Regions from separate parts of the Sus scrofa genome. Here region 1 is linked to region 2. A link is a contact called in public Hi-C data. All regions are on one chromosome and are shown on one strand. Each heading gives the region's core, a stretch centred on a gene start, on an enhancer-like site or on the middle of the called end of the contact. The rest is flanking DNA. Distances are from core to core; before and after follow the strand shown.

Region 1 (3,989 bases), core at 630-3,129, 75 kb after region 2:
GGAAATGAACCAACTAGAATCCATGAGGTTGGGTTCGATCCCAGCCTTGTTCAGTGGGTTAAGGATCCAGCATAGCAGAGAGCTGTGGCTTAGGTCACAGATGTGCCTCAGATCTGGCTGTGGTATAGGCTGGTAGCTACAACTCCAATTGGACCCCTAGCCTGGGAATGTCCATATGCCACAGGTATGGCCTAAAAAAGAAAAGAAAAACACTTAAAAAAATTTAAATATCACTGCTAATCAAACAATTGGATTAAAACAATGAGAAAAGTTAATAATCAATGGTGATGCTTTTGCAACAAAATGCATTCTTATACACAGCTGCTGGGAATGTAAATTAGTACTTTCCAGCAAGGAAATTGGCAAAATATGTCAAAATATTTAAAAAGGTAGAAATTCCATTTCTAGAAATGTAACCCAAGAGGAAAAAAATTATTGATATGCGTAAAGATTCAGATATTTATACGTTCACGATTGAATTGTTTACAAAAGTGAAAAAGTTGGAAATGTCGTTTAATGTAGGGGCCAAGTAAACAAAGAATCAGTATATAATGAAATACTAGGCAATCACTTAAAAATGATGTTGTAAAAGAATATTTAATGCATGGGAAAATGCTTTTTTTCTTTTCTTTTTTTTTTTTTGGCCATGCGCGCAGCATGAGTATGTTCCCAGGCCAGGGATCAAACCTGAGCCATAGTTGCTGCTGGCCTGACAACACTGATCCTTAACCCACTGCACCACAAGGGAACTCCTGGAAAAATGCTTTTTATTTAAGCGACAAAAATATATATTTGGTCCAAAATTTCAACAGTATACATGTGGATTTTGATAATAAATATAGTTATATACCTGCACATGAATTCATAAAAACATACACACACCGAAATGTTAAAATTATATACTAAATCTCTGAGAGAATTACATACAATTTTAATCTTTTCTACATGTGTTTTTCTACATTTTTAATGACTATGTATTACTTTTATGCGCACAAAATAGTAATTTTTAAAATATATACCCTCCCTGACATCAGTTCTATGTCTTGGGATTTAACCTAAAGAAATAATCCAAAATACAGAAAAAGCCTTATGCACAAAAATGATCATGTCGTGTTATTTATAAAACGAAAATAAGGGTAACCACTGAATGTCCAATACAAATAGGGTTACACAAAATATATTATGTCCACACTTTTACACACGATTTTAATATGAAGAAAACCATCTTTATCACTGTGAGAAAGAGCTGACTTGCTCTGTGCTGCTTCAAAGAATCGAAACCAAAAGGCGGAACTTGGAAGTGGGCAGATTTTGATTCAATGCAGAAGAATGTTCTAACTTTGAAGCAGGCTGCCTGGTGAGGTAATGAGCTCCCCGTCGCTGGAATTATCCAGACAAGACTGGTACTCCCCTCAGGCAGGCTGCAGAGGGCTGGTCTGGGCTTGGAGAGAGGTGGAACTAGATGGTCTCTGGGGGTGTCTGGGGGTGAGGTGCAGAGCAGGAGCCCACGTGGACTGAGCAATTGCCAAGGAAAGGATCCCACTGAGCCTACTCTGAGCGCTTCCTCTCTGCTCACCATCTATTCTAAATGCTTCCCAAAGTGTGTTCCCTCCTCTCTAAAGCTTTGGGTTTTTTAAACTGGTTGGAGACTGGCCTTCCAAAGTCATCTCACTAATGCACTGACGTCCAGACTGCCTCAGTTCAGTGCTCAGGCCACCCCACAAAACCTCAAAACCAGGACCCACTGCAACGGCAGGAGCCCCTACCTCGCAGACAGCTCTCCCAACGCCACAACCTTCCTCCTCCAGGGACAGGGCTCAGAGAGACGACAGCTGATGGGGTGTGGACACCATGCCCCCCCACCCCCACCTCCCCCTTGGCTCAGCTTCTCCCCATCCCAGGCCCTGGGCTCTACGTGTCCCCACCCCTGAGCTCCAGGCCACTGCCACCGCCTCCTGCTCACTGACTTCCTCGGTAATTACTTCATTTACACAGAGCAGGAAGAATCCAGCTCAATAATCCAGGCAGACACGTTAAAAGGAATTATCTGTGGACTGTGTCCTGCACCATCACCTTCCTGGGAAGAAGGAAAAGAAGTCGAACCAGGCAAAAAAAAAAAAGGTCCCCATTGTCTCGAGCCTGTGCAGCCGCCACCAGGATTAATTACACAGCCGTGTGAACACATTTAGCACCTCGCCGCTGATTGGAAAGCCAAGGACTTTTAATAATTCATATCTGCAGCCCAGCGCTCTGCGCCCTGGTGAGGACACAGAGAGCCCTTGTTTTCCGTACGGCAGGGCCTGAGGCAGTGCCAGCCTCACCCCCAACCCTCCCCACCCCACCTGGAGATGGCTCTAGCCTCGGCTGCTGGGCCTCCGTGGGGCCCCCTCCTGCCGCTCCTCCACCAGCGGGATCTCCTGGTCTCCTGCTCCAGCTAAGAGGGAACTCGGAGGTGGGAGCCCCCAGAACCCCTCCAGCCCCGTGCTCCTCCAGCGGGGCCCGGGAGCCAGGATTTGGGGGATCTGTCCGGCAGGTGCCTGCCATGTCCCTGTGGCCATCTGGACAGTAGGCTCGGGCAGAGATGGGCCAACCAGGGCTCTCACCCTCACGGGCAAGACACCCTCAGGGGAAGCCAGACCGAGGGCAGGGACCTGTAGGGATGGAGGAAGAACTGCCAGGCCCTGAAGGCTGTGACCCTCTTTGACATGACGCTGAGCTCATCCTCCTCCTACCACCTCCCCCCTGCAGCTCAGCTCCTCCCTGCCCTGTGCCCTAGGGCTGGCCCCTCCTTCTCAGCTCTCAAGCTCTGGCCCTCCCAGGCTCCAGCCCCCTATCTTGCCTGCTCACCTTCTCCCTCCGCCCTTCCTGTCTAACCTACCCCCCCACCTCCCCTCACTCCCTCTGCCACCTCCCCAACCTTTGCCCAGAACCTCACACAATAAGCCCGAGGCTCTGCTAGCTGCAGGCTGGCCCCACCACCGCACACCCATCCCCCCACGCCCCCTCTGCCCACATAACCAGCTCCTGCTCCTTCAGGCTCTCCCCACGAAATCTGAGACCCCAGAGATCAGACGCCCCCTAGGAATCCAAGACCCTCAGACGCCCTGAGCCCCAACCTCTGACCCAGACACACCCTGACCTCTCCCACACGGTGGGAGGTGGGTCCCTTGGGCTGACCTGAGTCGGACCCCCAGGACCACCCCCTCCAGAGCGCCTTCCCACAAGGGCTTAAACTCATGCCTCCACCTCCCGGCAAGATTAGAGTCAGGGCGGGGCTGGCTTCTTTGCTCTAGGCAGGTTGGGGGCCCCAGCTGGACCCCAGGAAGCTGGCAGCCCCAGAGCCGGCTTCCCTCAGGAGATGTAAGGCAAATGTAATAAATTCAGACAACGTTAGCCCTTCTTGGGGATTCTGGAGGTGGGGGTAGGGGCACAGAGAGGGCTATAATTAGCATTCTCAGCATCCATGATCCCTAAGTACCGCTGCCAAGAAAGAGGGATGGGGAAGGCAGTGGCACCGCAGTGCCAGCAGCCCAGATTCACGCGGCGGGCGGCTGCCAGCCCTGACCAGAGCCCAACCTTCCTCCTCCCACCTCATCTCTATGATGCATCAAAACAGACTCACCGGCTTTGGAGGTGTGAGCCCCTCGCTGAAAAGCTATCACTCTCGGAGCTCCCAGGCCCCCCTCCCCCCAGCTCAGGCCAGCTGGGGTCCTCCTCCCCACCCCTGGGGGCCCCCTCTGAAAAGCAGGGCTGGGGATCTGATCTGGTCTAATCAGTCATCTCTCCGGCTGGCAGGTCCCTGGCGCGGAGAGAGGATGCTGTTGTGGTGACTGCAGGATCCAGCATCTTTCCCAGGCAGAGGCAGCTGGGCATGCTCCATAGGCTCCCGAGGGGATTTCAGGGCCACGTGATTCGCCCTCCCCAAGCTGTCACTTAGGATCAGGAGTAAATAGTCCCCGGAAAGGCTTAACTCCATCTACACCAGCGAC
Region 2 (4,357 bases), core at 802-3,301:
ACAGGAAAAAAAAAAGAACAGCTGGCGCATGGCTGTGGCTGGCTGGTACTGATCCCTTTACTTTTTGGGGTCTCAGTCTCCCCATCTGTAACACACAGTGATACCGAATTGCTGGGAGGATTAAACAGGATCACATATTTAATGCACTTAGGAGATCGCTTGGCACATAACAGTCGTTCAGTCAGTGGCTAATGTTATAATCATTAATAAGATAATGGAACAAAATAAAACAAGGAATACCACCCCAAATCTGTGCCATCCAATTCAGCAGCCACCAGTCCTATGTGGCTATTTACACGTCACTGAATTAAAGTGAAATAAAATTAAACTTTCAGTTCCTCAGTCATCATAGCCACTTTCCACTGTGACTCAACAGCCACCATGGCTAGTGGCTACCATACTGGACAGGATGGTTGTAGCACAGTCCACCACTGTGGAATATTCTGCTGCTCTCAATGCCACCTCCCAGTTCTAGTACATTTTGATTCTATAAAATACAACTCCAAACCAGTCTGTCCTCCCACCAGCTGATATGTGTGTGCTCCTTGTCCTCGGAAAATATGAGTTCTCTTACAGGGCTAAGCTAAACGAAAAAAAAAAAAAGAAAGAAAGAAAGGAAAAAATAAAAAGTAGATTGCTGCCAATAACAATAACAAAAAAGTTAAAAAAAATCCAAAATCATAGGATACTTTCCAAAGTCTAAGCACAATTAATTTGGATAATCCATCAGTTTAAAATAGGTGCATTAAGGAGTTCCCTAGTGGCTCCATGGCTTAAGGATCTGGTGTGGTCACTGCTGTGGTTTGGGTAGCTGCTGTGGCACAGGTTCAGTCCAGGAATTACTGCATGCTGTGAGTGTAGCCAAAAAATAAAATAAAACAAAAAATAATGAAATAAAATATATGCCTTAAGACTCCCCTCCAGGGTTTGAAAATATTGTTACTAACAGCCCTATTGGAGGCAAGCCCTGGGGGAGGCACTTGGGAAAGGTTACAGAGCCAATCAAGGCGGTGGAAAAGCGGAGAGAACAGGGAACCTGTTCCTCCCTCCTGCCTCCTTTTCCTTCTTGGATTGACCAGCTTCTAGGGAGGCTGGAGGGAGGAAGAGGAGAGAGATCACCTGCTAGGTCTGCAGGGCCCTGTGGTCCACAAGGGGAGGAGCCAGCACAGAGGGGAAGAGACAGAGGGGCTGCCACCAAGGACAGCAGCCTCAGGAGTCTCCCCCACGCCGGCCCCCCCCAGCCTGGAGCCTGTGTAAATCACAGGGATACAATCGGTTCCTAAACAAACAGCGCATGAAGTAGGTGCCAGAGTGTGTCCATTGATAACCACGGCTTAGATAGGGGAGCGAAGACGATCCCAGAGGAATGGAAGAAGCGCTCCCAGGCCTCGACCCATCTGGAGCCGAGATAAGAGAAGGAGGGGCCTGGGAAGAAAGGGGGAGAAGCTCCACTGCTGCCCCCTCCCCTGTCCCCCCTGCCAAGCAGTAGCCTTGAAGGAAGACTGGGCAGCGACACTGGGACAATAAGAAACAGAAGCTTTGGGAGGAGAGTGGAGAGAGAGAGAAAGGGGGAGGGGTACTGTGCTGGTCTTGGCCAGGACAGAAGCCAGTCTTGGTGACACCTGAGTAACAGGTGAGTCTGCCTATGCCTGTTGGGGCACATGAACCCCTCCTTGTTGCTGCCCCTTGTGGCTGGCCTGGGAATACCGCCAGCTAGATAATTCACAGAGCTGGGTGCCAGTAAAAATGCAGGGTCCCTTGCTCAAGAGTTAAGTAGTTCAGGAGGACAATGGGACAACACCGAACCAAATCCTTCTGAAGCTGCAAGGCGAATGCACAGGTGGTACGCCCACGAAGCCCCCGTGCCAGGGAATACCAATTCCTCTGTGCTGTTTCTCCTGGGAAGTGTGAGGACAGAGGGCGGCTAGTCACATTTGTGGCTAACTCTTAGTGCAAGGCAGAGCACGACAAGTGGCCCTGCTCCTCTCCCAGTCTCTACCTCCCCCTCTTTCTTGGCTCACAAGCCCAGAAACTTGGCTGCTTTCACTCTTGCCCTGCTGGGTCTGGTGGCTGGCACCTCCCCCTTATTGTGCCTGGTTTCTGTTTGCCTGTGGGCAGCTTAGCCAGAGGAAAAGCCACAGGGGCTGGCTTTGCCTTATCTCTCAAACCTGCCTTCAAGACGGGCACAGGGCGTGCTCTGTTCCTGCCCAACAGACCCCTCCGGGGCTGCCTAAACATCCCCATTATGTCATCGAACACTTTTCCTACCAAGAAAGAGGCAGGGGGACAAAAGGGCTCCTGGATAAGAGGGGGTAAAGTCAATATTTCTGCTTTGGAGACAAATCAGGCTTTCAGTTTTTTTGGACATACACACACACACTCACACATCAGCTGAGAAAAGTCTGTCTCATGCGCCTCCTCCAACAAAGCCAAGGAACTCTTGTCCCCATTCCCTGAGAAGGTGCCTGGGTCAAAGAGCATAAATGTTTGGAGGGCAGGAGGGTCCTGAATGAGCAGTTGAGGGAAAGGGGACAGCAGGCATCTCAACCGCAAAGACTGGTTCTTCCTCTTCCTGGATTTGTTTTGCTCTCAAATGACAAACTTTGTCTTCTAATAAGTTGAGTCCCTCCCACCCCTGCTCCAACTCTCTGCTGTGCCCCCACCTCTTGCATCCTGCCTTCCTCCTCTCCACACCTGACTTGAAGGAAAGAGGGTAGAAGGCAGCACAGCTTTCGCATTCTCCTTTGGCTGTGCCCTCGCCGCCCTCCTTCGGGGCTGGTCCCGGGAAATAGCTGGGAAGAGGCGGCTGGCGCTTCTGCCCACAGCTCCCGAGCCCCTCTCCGGAGACAATGGCTCACAGAGGGAGGAGGAGCAGGGCTCCCGCTTTGTGAGCAGGGTGGCCACACAAAACCATTGTCTCTGCATCAAGACAGACAATGGTTTGTATCTCTGGCTTTGGTGCCAAGTCGTTCACCTCTTTGGACGAAGCCAACCCTAAAGATTTCCTTCTCATAAATAGGAAGGATACAGAATTCTGGCCCCAAGCTGAGAATGTGTATCCAGTGGTAACAAAAGCCCCCTCTAGCTGCTCAGTGGGAATATTGGGCTCCCTTACCTGTTCCAGAGCCAGCCAGACAAACAGACAGCAGACAGATAAGCACTCACTCATCGGCCCTTCTCTGCGGTCCCCTCTGCTCTCGCCCTGCCTCCTTTCACACTCAGGAACAGGGAAAAGGTTCTCCTTTAACACTCACCAGGTCCCTGGTGGGTAGCAATCATTAACCGCCACACATGCTGACTGGCCTTAACCCCTTCCGTGCTGGCTGCCTCCAGCTGGCTGATGGACAGCCCCGTCTCCTCTTCCCAGCCCTGAGAAAGCGGAGACTCCCACCTTGCTGCCATCCACCTGAGTAATGCCGCTGCCTCCCATGTGGTGAGCAGAGCCCTCCCGTCCCACCCAGGCCATCCCGCCTGATTGGAGCACACTGGCAACCTGAGGCGCTCAGCTCTGGCACGATGCCCAATTGGATGAGCCCACATTATGAAATATTTGCCTGGCAGGCCAATAGAGGAGCCAGGATCTGGGGGGAGGGGATGATATTTTTATTTATTCCTGGAGGAGGGAGAACAGACAAAGGTAGTCCTAGCATCTCTAGCCCGGGCCAGGAAACAGGAAGGCGGTCTTCAGGTCAAGGTAAGCGCCTCAAAGCTCTCTGTCCAGGTATAGTGCACAATCCTGGAAGGCTTCTCAGTGATTTCAGCTCCCGGCTGTTCAGCTAGAGCATATCTTTGCCTTAACCATTCCCTGACTCACCCAGGAGTCTGGACTAGGAATTGTAATAGAGACGAGAAAGGAAAATACCTTGACAGGCAAAGGACTGCTTGTATCCGCACCAACTGTACAGCACAGGTGGTCTTTTTTCTGTTTCAAAGTTTTGCATCTTTGGAGGATGCAGAGAATGGGTAGAAACCAATCACCTCTTTATCCCTTTAAAAATAGGCAACTGATTTGAGGAAATCTAAATCCAGTATAAAGTACCTACATGTAGGACACATGCAAATCTATGCAGATATGTGCAAATGAGCAGCTCCAGGCTTTTCAGAGTAAGTCCTTGCCAGGATTTTTCTAGTTTGAGCAAGGAATCGGGGAATCTTCAAACCCTATAACAGAACGTCTCGCTAGAGCATAAGGATATCAGTAGAGGGAGCCTAGAGAGTTCAATAAACATGTTTATGGAACCTGTACCACGCATAAAGCCTTGAAGTACAGTCTAGCAGGGTTTTTAAACCATGATCACAAACATGATAGGACATACAGGAGAATGTAAGCGCCCTCTCTCCCCATACCCACAGTTAA

The links. Hi-C and Micro-C count contacts between places; a contact is called where the count stands out from the background.
Region 1: a contact with region 2 is called in a Hi-C map of fetal liver, with 2.2 times the contacts expected there. The contact joins two enhancer-like sites. A contact is called at or near these places in 1 of 5 promoter capture datasets (liver) and 4 of 47 Hi-C or Micro-C datasets (fetal liver, fetal skeletal muscle, liver and 1 more).

Annotation. Positions count from the first base shown.
Region 1 is chr9:64,999,367-65,003,355 of Sscrofa11.1, forward strand. All of the region lies in intron 3 of PLEKHA6 (pleckstrin homology domain-containing family A member 6), which reads right to left. Among named protein-coding and RNA genes, the nearest start is that of PLEKHA6, 26 kb to the right of the region's middle. Within about 2 kb of position 1,880, at least 32 of the 83 cell types and tissues checked have an H3K27ac peak or open chromatin away from gene starts, as enhancers often do. A contact at or near this core is called in fetal liver, where this site is marked.
Region 2 is chr9:64,924,245-64,928,601 of Sscrofa11.1, forward strand. All of the region lies in intron 3 of PLEKHA6 (pleckstrin homology domain-containing family A member 6), which reads right to left. Among named protein-coding and RNA genes, the nearest start is that of GOLT1A, 73 kb to the left of the region's middle. Within about 2 kb of position 2,052, at least 39 of the 83 cell types and tissues checked have an H3K27ac peak or open chromatin away from gene starts, as enhancers often do. A contact at or near this core is called in fetal liver, where this site is marked.